2 separate regions of the Mus musculus genome follow, and region 1 is linked to region 2. A link is a contact called in public promoter capture Hi-C data. All regions are on one chromosome and are shown on one strand. The core of a region is the stretch at or near the end of the contact, and the rest is flanking DNA. Distances in the headings are between cores, read along the strand shown.

The links. Promoter capture Hi-C pulls out the DNA fragments that hold promoters and counts their contacts.
Region 1: a contact with region 2 is called in a promoter capture Hi-C map of embryonic stem cells, with 2.7 times the contacts expected there. A contact is called at or near these places in 7 of 39 promoter capture datasets (3T3-L1-derived adipocytes, the HPC-7 cell line, HPC-7-derived erythroid cells and 3 more), 1 of 484 Hi-C or Micro-C datasets (embryonic stem cells), 5 of 130 datasets of targeted methods (craniofacial prominence, embryonic forebrain, embryonic stem cells and 2 more) and 2 of 9 other capture datasets (adipose tissue and liver).

The regions. Positions count from the first base shown.
Region 1 is chr19:6,817,954-6,823,095 of GRCm38.p6, forward strand. No RefSeq gene overlaps it. Among named protein-coding and RNA genes, the nearest start is that of Mir5046, 9.4 kb to the right of the region's middle.
Region 2 is chr19:6,527,835-6,533,100 of GRCm38.p6, forward strand. Nrxn2 (neurexin II) reads left to right here. Exons shown (of 23, transcript NM_001205234.2): 23 at 3,434-5,266. The coding sequence ends at 4,314. Among named protein-coding and RNA genes, the nearest start is that of Slc22a12, 13 kb to the right of the region's middle.

The sequences.
Region 1 (5,142 bases), core at 1,503-4,002, 290 kb after region 2:
GGATTGAACTGACCTTGCAGATTCATGTGTGGTGTCTGCTGGGCAACTGGGCTGCAGCTGCTGATTCAACGAAGATTGGAATCACCCCAGAGAACTATTTCTAAACAGATCCACTTCCCCTGTATCCTAATAACCTTTCTTTTCCACTACCTCTGGTGGGTGCTGGGCTAATGGGGAGGTTGAACCCTTATTAAAGTAGGCTATAAAAAAGTACACCTAACAGGTGGCCCAGCCTGTGATCTCAGGACCTGGGCAGAAAGTTTGAGGCCAGCCTGGGCTATGCACAGCAAGATCTTGCTTTCACTCAGACCCCTAAAAATAGAAAGGAAGAGGAGGAGGAGAAGAAGAAGAGGGAGGGAAGGAGGGAGGGGGGGGATGGAAGGAGGAGGCAACATTGTAGCAAACGCCTGTAATCCCAGCATTTGGGAAGCAGAGCCTGAAGGCCACAGTCTGGTCTGCAGGAGGCCCTGTCTCTCAGAAAGAAACAAAGAAGAAAGAGAGAGTAGAAAAGAGATGACTGTGTTTTAAACTCCACTTGGTATGATTACTTATTCAATCAGCAAACAGGAGATGCTGCACCTCAGGGACCTCACGTGTCGGACTCCTCTTCATTTGTGACTAGAGACAAGCTCCCAAGACAGTGACTGTCTGATAAAAACCTGCACCACGGACAAACTAGACAGCTAAAAGGAAAGTGGCTGGAGCAGGAAGGGGGTTACCTTTTCTGCCTTAAAAAAGGAACTGCAGGGGCTGTAGAGATGGCAGAACTCCTAAACGCGTGCCCGCATTATCTAGTGCTCTTGCTGAGGACCTCAGTTCTGACCCCAGCACCCACGCTGGGAGGCCCATGATCATCTGACCATCTCAGAGGATGGCACCCATCTTCCAACCACCACAGACACAATGAACACACACAATTTTTAAAAAATAAGTCCCAAAAGTCCTGGTGGAGGGTTGAGGCAGGAGCATGGCTCCCATCAGTGTATCTGGTCCCTTCTCTCCCTGCCATCATTCACAGGAGGTTCCCATCTTTTAAGTCACCTCCTGATTCCAAGCTCCCATGCCAGGCAGTGGAGGGTAAGAAACGAGATAATTCCCCAACACACAGCCCCCGCTCCCACCTTCCCGCTGACTGGGCTTCTGCAGGAATCTTGCCAGCTACGGCCACCACCTCTACCACATCCCAGCCCTCTGCTTAAGTCACATTGGCCTCTTCTGAGCAGGGGAGGGGGGCGTTGTAAGACTTCACGGTTCAGCTCTCTAGGCTTTCTGTAGCTAAAACCAAGGGTGTGGCTATTGGCCGTGGCAAGAGCAACTCCCTCCTACCCCCTCCCCCCTCCACTCCCTGCCACCCCTCCACACACCCACTTCTGACTGCTGAATGAAGGGCAGGCCTGAGAGCTACAGGAAGCTTCTCACGGATAATGTGGGCCCTCTGCAAGAAAAGGACGCAGCCTGGATACTGTCCAGAAAGCTCAAAAGACGTGCCTCCTTCCTGGGACTTGCTGCAACAAGTTCGCCGCCATCTTGCACCACTGAGAGGGTATAAAAAAGTACAGAGTTGCTTCACACTTATGCCTGTACTGGGGCCCAAGCAAGCTAACATCAAAGTGGTCTCATTTATTCCTTGTCTTTCTCCAGCAAAGCATTCTGGGAAATCGGGACAAAATGATAACTGCCAAGGTTACCATACAGGCTGCTTGCTTGCTTGCTTTTTTCTTTCTTTCTTCTTCTTCTTCTTCCTTTTGAGATAAGGTTTTTCTGTGTAGTCTTGGCTGACCTGAAACTCACTCTGTAGACCAGGTTGGCCTCAAACTCACAGAGATCTGCCAGCCTCTGTGTCCTGAGTGCTGGGAATCGAGGTGTGTGCCACCACACCTGGCAACACAGGCTGCTGTCAAAACAATAATGAAATAATTCTCTATGCCTTAGTTTGCCAAAAAATTGTAAAGCTGGGCTCTGTGTATAGCTGGGCTCATGTGTAGCCCTGGTTACTTGAGAGGCTGAGACAGAAGGCTGGTTTGAGTCCAGGAGTTCAAGATTTGTCTGTACTACACAATGAGACCCCCAGATCAATAAATCAATGAATCAATTTAAAAAAAAAATAACTTCATGGAACCAGAGGTGATGGATCAGTATTTCCGCTCTTCTCTCTCCCAGTGTGATATCATCTAGGTATGCAGGAATGGGTGTGTTTTCTCTCCTAATTAGAGAATTAAAAGGCAGGAAAAATTTGAAAGTCAAACAAAGCCAAAGTTTATTTAAAAGGAACAATTTAAAAAGAAACACCCCAGAGCAGGAAATCTCAGTGGCTGCCTGGAGGAGGAGGGAGAAGAAGAGGAAGAGGAGGAAGAGGAGGAGGAGGAGGAGGAGGAGGAGGAGGAGGAGGAGGAGGAGGAGGAAAAATCCATGCTACTTGAGTTAAGCCAGAAAGGAGGCTGTTTTGAGGCAGACAAGCAGCTAGCAGTGGGGCAGGGAGGGAATTTAAAGAAAGAGAGAGAGAGCCTAAGTACCAGAGATTACACATTTATGTTCTAGAGGTATCTAAAGAAAGAGACAGGAAAAGGGAACCTTACAGCTTTCTGAATCAGGACTCAGTAAGGAGGACAGACCCAGCTGAACTTCCTGGCCTTAGTAGGGACCGCAACAGAAGGCAGGGATTCTAGGAAAGAAAGCACGGTATCTCATTAAAGGGATAATTATTCCACCCATCTCTCAGCCTGCCTGCCTTGGAGTGGGACGGGTGATTGACTGGCCCAACTGGACTAACGATGTTTTAGGTAGCTTGGAATGCTCTGTCTCCGCCCAAGCCAGACATGTCCTAGGCTTTTGCTGTGTCAGCCCATCTCTGAAGAGGTAACCCTAAAATCATTTGGAGGTAAGCTGAAACAGGGGAGGGGAGGCTCTAGCCCATTTTAGCCCATTTTAGCCCATTTTCACTATGGAAATCTCAGGATTTGGTTCTGCAGTTGTTTGCCAAAAGAGAACATTGTCTGCTGGAATTCCAGTCCACGCCCTGCAGCTCGGCTCCTGGCAGGAGTGGCGACTTTGAGGAGGGATGAGGACCTGGGACTCTCTGGTAGCATTCCTGGCCGGATCACTAAGGAGGGTTCTAGGTGCTGCTTCTGTGGATCCTGCCCTAGCTGTCTGTCCAGTTTCCACTTCTTGTTTGCATTGCGTGCTCCTGCCTTAGAACGAAAGACGCAAATTCCATTCTTCCTTTGTTGTGTGCGTGCCTGCACTGGAGTTTCCAGGGTCCTGTCCTCCCATGCTGGTCCCAGGGTTCAAACTCAGCCTTTACCCACCAGACCAGACCACCTTGTTGGCATAAGGAAGTGATTTTGAAGGGACCACTTTGATTTCCCATTCTTCTCTTTACTTTCTTTTTGTTGTTGTGGTTTTGTTTGTTTGTTTGTTTGTTTTGAGGCAGGGTTTCTCTGTGTAGCCCTGGCTGTCCTGGAACTCACTTTGTAGACCAGGCTGGCCTCGAACTCCGAAATCTGCCTGCCTCTGCCTCCTGAGTGCTGGGATTAAAGGCGTGCACCACCATGCCCGGCAGCTCTTTACTTTCTGTTTAGCTTGGGTTACTTAATCTGTTGTGTGGTGAGGTGCCAGACTCTCAAGCCCGTGTGGTAGAGGCAGAGGTGAAGAGGTGAGTGTCTTTGTGAGTTCAAGGACAACTAGTCTACATAGTGAGTTCAGGCTAGGCAGGGTTACATAATGAGACCACTTCAAAAGCTAAAAAGGAAAAGTCGATTACGCTCTTTAGCCAGTTCATTACACCTTCCTCCTTTGGCACACATGCTCAGCTGGTACCCACCGGGACGCTCTGATCCTCCTCAGAATCTTCCGCTTCTTGTCCATCTCTTCTTTGTAGCATTTGCTCTTTCTCTCTGAAGCATTTTTTTCCCCCACCACCCAGTTCCCAGTTGCTCGGGGACACAATCTTCACATTGAGATCCTGAGTTGCTGATCAGAATGGAAGGCTGAGCTAAGATGAGCGACGAGGCAATGTCACATGCTGACTGATGGGATGTACTTCAACTAGACAGCCAGCCAAGCCAGCAAGTCTCCACTGCTTCAGGCTACGCCGAGTCAGAGCAATAACCAGGCCCACAGTGCAGCCGAGCCGAACTGTGTAATAAAGGAAAGTAAACGGCCGCAGAAACCTCTGCAAGGCAAGGGTAACTAACTCTGAGAGGCGGGATTAAGCCAGGGAGGTGAAGGGGCTTGTAGCCTCTGCTGCTGCTGCTGCTGCTGCTGTGTGACTCTGGACATTGTGTGCAGCCTTTCTAAGCCTTGTTTTCAGATAGTAACAGCTCCATTCCTTAACTGGAGTTACCTTGGGTGACTAATAGCAACCTTTGAATTCAGATCTGTGTGACACCCAAGCTGACACATTGACTGTTGGGCTCCATGGCCAGGTTCCCCCAAAGTCACTGTACCTGGAGCGTGATTCCTCTCTCTCATACAACTCCAGACATTTCCCCTAACTTGGCTCTACAGAGGCAGAAAGAATATTCTACCTCTGCCCCAGAGTGAGGTGGGATGAAGACCCTAGGAGATGAGGAGTTTGGAGCTGCAGCCCGGCATCGGCAAAGCCTGTCCAGGACTGTTGCTGACAGCGCTTCAGGGACATTGGTCCAGAGCAGCCAGCTGGATGCCTGTGGCCACTACTGACTCAGAAGCTGGGAGACCTGGTCCATTCTCCACCCTGTAGATGGCTGGCTCTCTGATGATTGGGGCAAGAGGGTAGGTGTCTGAAATCCTGTCATGAAGCTGGATCCTGTTGTGTGTAAAACTCTGGGAAGTGGGAGTTTTAGCTCGTGCATCTAATCCCAGCACTAGAGAGACTGAAGCAAGAGAAATGCTGTGAGATCCAAGCTAGCCTGGGCTGCATAGTGAGTTCTAGGTCAGCCTGGGTTACAAAGTAAAAGTCTGGGGGTTGCTGGGGCTATTCTCTGCCCCAACAGATGCCAGGAATGCTGGTCAAGGCTAGAGTCACAGCTCACACCCCAGGGGCCCAGCATCCAACAGGCCTTTCACAGTGGACTCTACTCGTTGGTGACGTCTTGATCAGTGGCTCTGTGGCCTCCTCACAGTCAGTAGGGCCTCAGGAGGAGTAAGAAGGCATGGAGGAAC
Region 2 (5,266 bases), core at 732-3,231:
GGAAAAGACTGTGAGGCATAGCTCTCTTCAGTGCCTGTTGCCCAAGAAGGTGGGGCAAGGGTGTGTAAACTCAGCCTGTAAAAGGTGCTCTGTGCTTCCCCACGGATCCGGCCTACCTCAGAGAGAGTGCTAGGGGACTTGCCATTCACTCCCCTTGAAGAGCCCCATGCCAGGCCTGCTGCTGGCTGCTCGTAAGATCGACAGATGGGACTCATGCCTGTGGCCCTTCCCTGGCAGTGAGTCAAACTTGAGCCTCCAAGAGTAGGAAGACGGCGTCAGAGGCACCAGGAGCAGAGGGCATCTTCTGGGGTCAGTCCGGAAGATGAGGTATTATTGGCTGGATCCTGAGTGTGTGTGGGCTAGCCACAGGGAGCCTGTTCGGAATAGAGGGCAAAGGTCAGGAGACAAGAGGTAGTGTGGATGGGCAGAGAGGACCTAGATGAGCTCAGCAGTCATAGGGAAGGAGCTCCTGCTATGATTAGGCCCACGCTGTTACTATTGGACGGGCCCCAAGCTTTCCTGTGCGGTTTGCACTGCGCAGGGATGAGGACATTGGAAATGGGAGGAGCGTGGGAGTAGAAAAAGCACCGTGTTACCACGTAGACTGGAGAGGCCACCCGGCCAGGCTTTGGTCAGTCTGAGGACAGGCACTTTAGGGAGGACATGTCCCTAGCATGGGTCTCCGGTGATGGCCAGCTGATTGCAGATCATAAGCCAGGTTAGGTTAGGCTTTGACGCTGGAGTTCTCAGTAGTGGCTCGGTCTGTGATGGAAAAGGTGGAAGGCAGAGCTGGCAGAGGGTGCGAGCCAGGCCGGGCCAGTGGATGGGAATGAAGCGTTGCCAGGCGCAACGGGGCCTGAGGCTCACTTCCTTAGTTTATTTATTTTGGTTATTTGAGACAGAGCCTCACATACCCTAAGCTGGCCAGAACTTGCTATGTAGTTGAAGATCTTTGAAACGATCTTCCTGCCTCCACCTCCTGAGTGCTGGAATCACAAGCATGTGCCACCATGCATGGCAACATTCTAGATTTATAGAGGTGCACATGTCTGTAGTCACACAGCAATTCAGTTGATACACCTGGAGCCTCCAGGTTGGCTTCTCAGGTGAGTGAGCAGCCTGCCAGCCTCCTAGAGGCATGAGAGTGGTGGCCCAGACATTCCTGACCCCTTTCCTGGCTTCGGGGAGCCACCGAAGGGACTGGCCAGTTCATTTATTCACCTCTCTTGGAAGTCCTGCCCTCTCTAGGCCCCAGTATCCTCATCTCCTAGAAGCTGGGGTCGAGGGTTGGGATGTATTAGTGGGAGAGCTGGAGTGCTTTGCCCGGCATCCATGAGGTCTTGATTTCCATCAGTGGAACTGGGCAATCCGCTCTTGGGTCAGCATTTCACATGGCTAAGTCTGTGGAGGGCTAGGCACTCTTAGGCTGTAAACTTCACGGCGTAAGGGAACCTGAGGGGAAGTACGCCTGAGACGCTTGGTAAGGTCCCTCCTCCTTCAGTGGCAAGGGTCTGCTGTGGCCTCCGTGAGATGGATGGAGCTGCTGGAGGAAAGGCTCAAGAGGTGTGTGAGAAGTTAAGCCCCCAAGAAGGCGGGGGTAGGCAGAGCAGAGAAGGCTCTGGATGTGAGACTTGGCCTGGCTGCTGGATCTGCTAAAGGAAGCCCTGGGATGATTAAGAGAGAGGGGTGGAAAGACTGTGGGTGCGGACAACCAAGAGAAGTGCTCAGGTAGGGATTGGGCGTAGACTGAGCTGGAGGTAGAGCCGGAGAGGAAATTTTCAACTCCATAGCCAAAAGGACCAGAGGCAACCTCCAAAGCCAGAGTTTGAGCCCTCCTTCCAGCCTAGAGCTGCTTATTCAGCTTCTATCTACCGGAGGTCAGAGGCTTGCAGAGCTTTGCTTAGTGAAGAGGCCCAGGAGGCTGATGGGAGTTGTAGTTGTTGACCCACAGATAGATGGGAGGTGTAGTTCATGCCCCCTGAAGGCCTAATGGGACCTGTAGTTCCCGCCCACAGGAAGCTGATGGGAATTGCAGTTTCTGCCCCAGGGTACTTGAGTTATTAGACTAAAAGAGAAGACAATACCCTCTCCCTATCACACGCCTTCCCAATTAGTTATCCTGGGCCCTGTTTTAGCTAGCGCGTCCCTCCCAGATGGCTGTGTATGTGTTTTCTTTTCTTTTTTTGCTTTCTCCTTCTTTCCGTTGTTTTATTATTGTTTGAACAATAATAAGAGGGCCAGAAGCAGTCATAACCTGGCCAGGTTCTGGCGGTCCATGGGGGTTCTGGGGAGGGGGTGGGGGGAAGTCAGTGGGGGTCAGAGGTGGAGGGTGAAGAAAGTGGAGAGTTAGGTTTAGCTCAGTAATCATATGACCTCCGCCCTCACTCACTCTCCGTCCTCCCTCCCTCATTCCCAATCCTCCCTACCTCCATGCATCTTCTGAACTTTTCACCACCTCCCAGAATCCTAAGGGACAAACCCAGCTCCAGTGTGTCTGATCCTCCCTGCCCACTGTTCCACACAAGCATTCCCGGTTAAAGTTTCCTCCCATGGCCCTCTGAAATTAGCCCCAGGTCCTTTCCACGGCCAGCCTCCCCAACCCCACCCCCACCCCCGAGTTCACACTCACATAGACACGCCAGCCATCGTCTCTCCTTTCCATGGCCTCTCCACTGACCCTTCCTGTTCCCACGATGTCACTGAATGGTGCCACTCCCCAGACCTAACCCGCACACGCACTGTGTAAATTTCAGTCTCGTGTTCAATGAGGGGGAAGAGAGAGGGAGGAGAGAGATCTTTCTGGAGGAAGCAGGCTGTCCAGGGAGGGAGATGCCAAACAGATAGACAGAAAACGTTGTACGGAAAAGTTGTTTTTTCTTATTTTTTTTCGGGAGAACCCGCTTACACAGCTCTGTTTGTAATTTTTTTCTTCATGCTAAAATCACACGGCCTATTTGTTGATGTAAGTTGCCTGAATTCCGTGGTATGCTATCTTCTTTTTTAAAAACAAAAGCAAAAAAAAAAAAAAGCAAAAAGAAATATATATAAAAAAAACCCTAAAAGATATTGTTGTTAGGTTTGTTTAAATGCTGCTGTTGTATGTTTTTAAAGCCTTAAACCAGTAGAAAAAAAAAAAATTCCGTTTCTTTTCAATTTCCTTTCCTTTCTGTTCCGTTTGGTTTCTTAAGACGAAACAAAAAGACCAAAACCCAAAGTCACAGAGCCCGCGCGTGGGGTGCCCAGGGCATCCGAGCCGCAGCCCGCTTAAAGCGCAGGCGCTGGCCGGCTGGCGGGCGGGCCCGGCCCGCGTAGTCTCCGCCAAAGCCAATTGAACCGATTTGGGTGTGAGGCTGTTGTTTCTCTCTCTGTGCCGGCCGCCCGCGCCCTGGCCCTCGCTGACGCCCTCTCTTCTCTCTTCTCTTTCTTTTCCTAGGAGGAGAGTTAATATTGCCCATTATCACGGAGGACTCCTTAGACCCTCCTCCCGTGGCCACCCGATCCCCCTTCGTGCCCCCACCCCCCACCTTCTACCCCTTTCTCACGGGCGTGGGTGCCACCCAAGACACCCTGCCTCCGCCCGCCGCGCGCCGCCCGTCCTCGGGGGGCCCGTGTCAGGCCGAGCGCGACGACAGCGACTGCGAGGAGCCCGTGGAAGCCTCGGGCTTCGCCTCCGGGGAGGTCTTTGACTCCAGCCTCCCCCCCACGGACGACGAGGACTTTTACACTACTTTCCCCTTGGTCACGGACCGCACCACCCTCCTGTCGCCCCGCAAGCCCCGACCCAACCTCAGGACAGATGGGGCCACGGGCGCCCCCGGGGTGCTATTTGCGCCCTCCGCCCCAGCCCCCAACCTGCCCGCGGGCAAAATGAACCACCGAGACCCACTGCAGCCGCTGCTGGAGAACCCACCCCTGGGGCCTGGGGTCCCCACGGCCTTCGAGCCGCGGCGGCCGCCTCCCCTGCGCCCCGGCGTGACCTCAGCCCCCGGTTTCCCCCGTCTGCCCACAGCCAACCCCACGGGTCCGGGGGAGCGCGGCCCGCCAGGTGCAGTGGAGGTGATCCGCGAATCCAGCAGCACCACGGGCATGGTGGTGGGCATCGTGGCGGCGGCGGCGCTCTGCATCCTCATTCTCCTCTACGCCATGTACAAGTACCGCAACCGCGACGAGGGCTCCTACCAGGTGGACCAGAGCCGGAATTACATCAGTAACTCGGCCCAGAGCAATGGGGCGGTGGTGAAGGAGAAGGCCCCTGCTGCCCCCAAGACGCCAAGCAAGGCCAAGAAGAACAAAGACAAAGAGTATTACGTCTGAGCACCCAGTCCAGGCACCCCACTGCCAGCTGCTCCTCCCAGGAGGGAGGAGGGTGCGGCCCTCTCCCTGCAGGGGGATCTGGGGACCCTCTCCCCGGCTGCCTCAGGCTTCTCCCACGAAGAGGAAACGCAAAAAAAGAAAAAGAAAAGGAATATAACTACTACGTGCTCATCCCCTTCCCTCCCGCTGCCCTCGGCGCCGCACTGTCAGCTCTGGGGCTGGCTGTCCTCCGCTCTGCGCCTGTCAGGCAGGGCACGTGCTCACAGCCCTGGGTTGATTTATTTTTTTAAGGGGGGTAGTTTTATTTTGGTGGGGCTGGGCGGGAAGGAAGGCTGGGGTTTTGTAAAGTGTCCACTGCGCCGTTCGTTTATTTCCCTCGATTTTCTTCTTCCTCTCGCCTTCCTTCTTCGCAGCCCTCCTGTCCCGGTTCAGGCTTGCTGTCTCTTGTCCCTACCCTCCTCCGCCCCACTCCCTTTCTTTTCTCTTCTTTTCTTTATTTTTCTTTTCTTTTCCTTTCCTTTCTTTTCTTTCTTTTTTAAACTCTCTTTTCTCTGCTTCCCTTCCTTTGGGTTTCCAGAGTCTCTGGGAGAAGAAGGGTGGGCGGGTGGACCCAGAGCGACCCAGATTGGGTGGCTGGGGCGGGGCAGTAGGGTTCATTCTCCTAGTGCCCCAAGTCCCCTCCTGCCTGGGGCTGCCCAGGGATTGGACCTGGACCTGGCCAAGGCCTTTTGTGTGTGTCGCTGCTGCCGGGCAACGTGCATTGCTGGGAAGCCGAAGCCGCTGGAGGAGCGGGTGGGGGGGCGGGGGGAGGGGAAAGGCAAATGCAGATATATATTAAAAACAAATAATCGAGGTACCAGAGCTGCGTCTGTGGCACCAGCTAGCTGCAGGTGCAGGGGATGGCGGGAGTGAGGCTGTGTCTGCGGATGGCTGGGGTCACTTCTCTGCCCAT